Regions from separate parts of the Sus scrofa genome. Here region 2 is linked to region 1. Evidence: chromatin contacts called from public Hi-C data. All regions are on one chromosome and are shown on one strand. Each heading gives the region's core, a stretch centred on a gene start, on an enhancer-like site or on the middle of the called end of the contact. The rest is flanking DNA. Distances are from core to core; before and after follow the strand shown.

Evidence for each region. A called contact is a pair of places that touch in the nucleus more often than the background predicts.
Region 2: a Hi-C map of skeletal muscle shows a contact between it and region 1, with 4 times the contacts expected there. The contact joins two enhancer-like sites. A contact is called at or near these places in 1 of 5 promoter capture datasets (liver), 15 of 47 Hi-C or Micro-C datasets (alveolar macrophages, embryonic fibroblasts, fetal heart ventricle and 9 more) and 1 of 2 datasets of contacts at active chromatin or transcription factors (skeletal muscle).

What each region holds. Positions count from the first base shown.
Region 1 is chr2:150,289,525-150,292,224 of Sscrofa11.1, forward strand. The region is part of intron 1 of ABLIM3 (actin-binding LIM protein 3); the gene reads left to right. Among named protein-coding and RNA genes, the nearest start is that of ABLIM3, 31 kb to the left of the region's middle. Within about 2 kb of position 1,362, at least 4 of the 83 cell types and tissues checked have an H3K27ac peak or open chromatin away from gene starts, as enhancers often do. A contact at or near this core is called in skeletal muscle, where this site is marked.
Region 2 is chr2:150,376,920-150,379,619 of Sscrofa11.1, forward strand. It overlaps ABLIM3 (actin-binding LIM protein 3), which reads left to right. Exons shown (of 21, transcript XM_021084998.1): 9 at 1,862-1,920. Among named protein-coding and RNA genes, the nearest start is that of AFAP1L1, 67 kb to the right of the region's middle. Within about 2 kb of position 1,377, at least 6 of the 83 cell types and tissues checked have an H3K27ac peak or open chromatin away from gene starts, as enhancers often do. A contact at or near this core is called in skeletal muscle, where this site is marked.

The DNA.
Region 1 (2,700 bases), core at 112-2,611:
GGTTCCCTTTCCCAGGCTGTCAAGTGCGTGCAGGCGGCCGGGGGGCTGCACTGTGTCACTGCACCGACCCTTAGGGGAAAGGACTAAGGGTCCCTGGGGAAAGGACTCCTGCACTGAGTTCTGCTCGTCCTTGTCCTCGGCCTTCCTGGACGTCAGGGGCTCGGCTGCCACCCGCTGCAAGTTGCGTGCAAATAACTAAGCTTGCGTTGCTGTTACAATGAAATGAAAAAAAAACCTCCACCCACTTTGCATAGATTAGCTCGCAGAGCACGCGGTTTCACGCCCGGAACAACCCCGGGACACGCACGGGAAAGGGAGAATTTGACAGTATAACAATGTTTTATGGACACTCTTACTCAGTACAGCTGAGTGGACGGACACACCAGGAATTACTTGGTGGCCCGAGCTGGGACGTGAGAGTAAACCTGGAAGCCAGGTCTTCTGATTCGCAGTCCTTTTCTCCTGCGCGGGACAGCCCTGGACCTCCCAGCTGTGTCGCTGGGAAGAGCTGTTTGGCACCTTAACAACCAGCAGAGACACGCGTCCTCCTCAGGGCCGCGGGGACCTGGTGGAAGATCCTGTTCAGAGACAGAGTTTTGGTCTTAAAGAGCCAAGTGAACAAAGAGGGACGAGAGCCAAGTTTGGGGGACGAGGGCCTGGGGGTTCATGCAGTGGGTGAGCCCTGAGGAGAGCTCCGTCCACGCCGTCTGGGAGGCTTTTGCTCCACCCACTAGTTAATGTCCTCTCTGGGGTCCCTTAGCGAGCGGGTCACGGAGGCCTCTCTAGGGAAGCGGCTATTCAGTGAAGACGTGGGGGGTGAGAAGGTTCCAGCTTTGCTAAGAAACAGGAGAAAAGCCAACCAGGTACAGGTAGGAGCACGTGTGCCCTTTTCCCGAGATGGAAAAGCTCACGGACAGGCCAAGGGCCTCTGTGCAGGGCGCCCAAGGAGGCGCTAGCTAAGGTGGCCCCTGAGTGACTGATCTGGGCTCAGAGGACGCCTCCCAGGAAAGCAGGAGGCCTGAGGGAACCTTAAGGAGATGCCTGGCTGTGTGCAAGGTCAGCCCAGCAGAGGAAGGCACCGCCAGCCGAGCTGCAGGCGGGAGCTGAGCTCTTGGTGGAGAGAACGACGAGTCAGGGGGGCCCCCCTCGAGACTGGATGCACCCACACAGCAGCTCGGCCCAGAGCAGGCTGTCTCCCTCGGGACCGGCAGGCCCGGGTCCGGCTCTCCCTCTCCCAGGTTCCGTCCGGGGCTGGCTCCAGCCCAGCTCCTGGCTCCTGCTGGCGCGGTGGCGGCAGGAAGCAGGTTCAGGCTGCGGTCGGATGTGATGGGAGCGAGGCCTCGGAGAACCCCGCCGTGCGACCGTCTGCCCGAGGCTCCCCTGCTGCCGACACTGTGGCCCCAACACTCTGATCTCAAAGCCAGGCCCTTTGTTCCCCCCCACCAGAAGCTTCCCAAAGACCTCAGGAACCCCTTTGATTTTTGTAAACGTTTCTCTGCAGAACAATGTGTGGAACCAGAGGAAAAGCACGGCCCCATCGCAACACTGTCTCGGCCAGAAAAACAGGCCTGCGTCCTGCCAATTGCACGGAGGCGAGGGGTCCCCCAGGACGAGGAGAGGTGCAGACGTGGCGTTAGGAGGCCACACACGTGCCCTGGCCGGAGGACCGCTCTTCCCTGGGGATCGGGACTTCAGCTCAGACCGGTGGGGCCCCCACGGGACCAAGCGTCCCTGGACCAGCCTAGATCATGGTCGGACCTTCTGCCGGACGCAGCCCCACACACTCAGAGGCTTAGAACCAAGACCATGAGGGTGAAGGGACGCTCAGGACTCAGTTGTCCATCTTCCATTTGTAAACGTGGAAACTCAGGCCCAGAGAGGGGCCCCTCTCAGGTCCGCCGCGTTGTTCCGAGACAGTGAAGGGTGTGGACACGGACACGATGCTAGGTTGGCATCTGTCATTGCTGTTGGTTTTCCCAGTGAGGTGGGTACCGCCCTCATCTCTGCCTTACACGCTAAGCTGTGGCCTGGAGACGTTAAGTCAGTCACCTAAGGCCACGCAGCTGTGAAGCGTAGAGCCGGGCCTCTAATCGGGACCATTTTATCCTGCTGCGTCGGGACAGCAAGCAGGGCCTCTGACCTCCCGGCCCAGCAGGGCCCCTTCCACCCCAGGTCGCAGGTCCTGGACGAGGTTCTGTTTACACCCTGCTCAGCTCCTCCGCGAAGACGCCCCTGCAGACACATCGCTTGGCCGGGCCCGCCCCGACTCTGACCTGCGGTTCTCCTTTGCCACTAGCCCCATGCCCCCAGCCCTGCTCCCAGTCACAATGCTGATGCCGCCCTCTTCGGCCTCAGCTCCAGCGTCGCCTGCTGGGGCAGACGCCCCCCCTTCATGCCCCGAGTGCCCCTCTCCCCTGGCTTTGCGGATTATAACCCTAAGTGTGTGTTTACCCATGGCCTCCCCCCCCCACCTTTCCTGGCCACCGTGGTGCCTGGCAAGGAAGAAAGAACAAGCAGAAGTTGCTGGAGCTCCCGCTGCGGCGCCGTGGGATCGGCAGCGTCTCTGCAGCGCCGGGACACAGGTTCAAAGGACCCAGGCTTGCAGCAGCTGTGGTGTAGGTCCCAACTGTGGCTCAGGTCTGATCCCTGGCCCAGGAACTCCATAGACCAGGGGGTGGCAAAAAAAAAAAAAAAAAAAAA
Region 2 (2,700 bases), core at 127-2,626, 87 kb after region 1:
AGACCATAGGCTCACAGGCGTCTTCATGAGGCAGTCGTCTTTTCTTACATTCATTTATCTAAGTTGATTGCTCACTTCCAACAAATTCCTTCCCTCTCTTATTTAAATGATGTACTGCTAACACCCAAACTTTTGATGTTTAAAAAATTTCTAGTCAGCTACAGTTTATTTCTCCCCTCCCCGCTGACTTCTTAAATTTTAAAAAAGACAAAACCAAAAAAACCCCCTGCTTTCCCGTATGCAGAAGGCTGAAGCCGTTTGTGGCTCAGCCTCCTTTGGGAACAGATGGGTCAGTGGCGCCGGGAGGCCGTATGGCCCCGCCCCTGAGACATCATCGCCCCGCCCAGGAGGCATCTTTGCCCCGCCCCGCCCCACCCCGGGAGACCCTCTGCCCAGCCCTGTACCTGCTTATGCCTTTTCGCTGAAGCTCACGACCTTCTCAGACATTGTGTTCACCTCGTGAACACAGTGACCTGCAGCGTGGGCTTCCTGCCGGAGCCATTGCCATAAACCACTCCCGGTGGGTTCGGAGACCCAGAAAATGCTCCCGGCAATTCCTCAACGCCGGGGCCGCCCCCCACCCCCTGGTGGTGGCCACACCCCGAGGTTGCTGGAAGGGGCCATGGACCCAGAGGCCCCCTGCTGGGCTCTGAGCGCCACTGCACGTGATCTCGGAAGGCGAGCCCCCCTTCCCCAAATGCACATCTGGCCTCCAGGGAGAATTTGGGGGATGAGCATCGTCTCAGGGCCCAGCTCCTTGGACTCAGATGAAGAAAGTGGGCCGGAGCCGAGCCCCTGAGGCCTCCCTCCCTCGCGCCCCTGCTTCCTCCCCCTCGCTCCTGGCCTCACTGTTCCTCCGGACCACCCCCCACCAGGCTTAGCCAGCATCCAGCCCTAGGGCTTCCAGGCAACAAACCGTAATGGAAACTATAGTCTAAAAACAAAGTCGGACACAGATGCCGTCTGGGTGCTCAGGCATGTGGCCGTTTGTGGTTCCAAGAGCCCTGGCACCGGAGGGATAACGTGTGCCTGGTTTTCCGTCTCATCCAGGACACCTGTTCCTTCTTTGGGGAATGTGTAATATTTGGGGCCGCTTCTCAACATGAGACCAGCCACCTGTTGCTCATGCCTTTCCAAATTGGCCTCTCGAGTTTGGGGCTGGCCAGCTGGACCCTCACCCGCAGGAAAATGTGGGCAGTCGCATAGCCGAACGTGAAGAGTCTGAAGTCTCTTAGGGATCAGCAGCAGATCAAGACTTAGGGCCCGAAAGCAAGACACACGGCACGACACGCCCGCCCTGTAAATACGATCCCTCTGGCAGGCGGTCAGAAGCCTTTGAAGAGAAAGGAAGGCCGACTTCACGGCCGTCTGTCCTTTACTGAGCACCTGCTCTGTGTCACTCACTGCCAGCTGCCTGCTCATGCCCTCACCCCACCGACATGCACAGGGCCGAGGGCAGAGTCCTCTGCGGATGCGGTGCCGCAGAAGGTCCCGCGGTAGAGAAAGGCCAGCTCCCCCAAAAGGAGCTCTTGATTTAGTCGGGATGATAAGTCCACCAGCCCCTGTATTTTAAGGCCTGTGTTGGGAGAGAGACAAGGGACCATGGACCACAGAGGAGCGAGGAGGCCGTCCCCGCCGGCAGGTGAGAAGGTTGGCAGGAGTTGGCGCGAGCCTGGCGGACGGGCAGGCTTTGGAGAGCAGCAGGAGTGTGGGTGGTTGACTCGATGCAGCAGCAACGACCCGGGGAACCAGGGGTCCTCCTGGCTGCTGCCGGGGGGTAAATGGAGGTGGGGGATGGGGGAGAGCTAAATTCCGGTAGGGGTGCAAGGTCTGAGCCCTTGTTATTTTCCTGGCCCCGTAGGTTCTGAGGTCTGGCACCCCATCTGCAAGCAGGCAGCGCGGGCAGAGAAGAAGTTAAAGGTAAGCCAGCCAGTGGTGACACCAAGCCAGCCACTTCCAGCCCGCATTGGGGGCACCGTGCTTTGCTCGTCCCTTAGCGTGTGCGCTTTCAAACAGCTGCCTGTACCCGTGGGTCTTCCATCACAGGGACGCCCCCTCATAGGGTTCCGAAGGGGCCAGGATGCGGCCGTAGCAGCACCTTGGAATCTGCCCAGAACCGAGGGGATGCGCGTTTTTAGTGTTTCTGGGGTGAGCTTATGTCCCAAGGTGGTGGCCTCGCCAAGGCGCACACGCCAGCGGTCTCCCCCCAGCCTGAGATCGTGTATTAACGATGCTGGTTGGAATTGTCCTGGAAAGAGATAGTGAGCAAAGCGTCTTCACAGCCACTGTCGGATTTGATTCCTTTAACCCCATAGGGCAGTTGGGTGAAGAATTTTCTCTTCGCTTTGCTTTGGGGAAAACTGAGGCCTCAGGAGGGAGGTGACATGCTCGCAGTAATGCAGCCAGCGTCCCCAGATACTCGCTGGGCCGGTGAGGTCCTGTGTCCCTAATCTCTGTGCTCTGACAAGTACCAGGAAGTCCTGGGCGGCTGGGTTCTTGATCCAAGAACTGCGGGGGGTGGGGTGGGGGGGCGCAGACCTGAGTCCTTGACACCGTGGAGGGGGAGACTGGGGCTGTGTCCTGGGGGCCCTCCTCCATCTCCAGGCGTCTCTCCACACTCTGGCCCCGATGTCACCTCAGCCCCTGGGACTCTGTTAAGCTTATACATGCTAGAGTCTCAATTAAAAATGCATGTGTAGG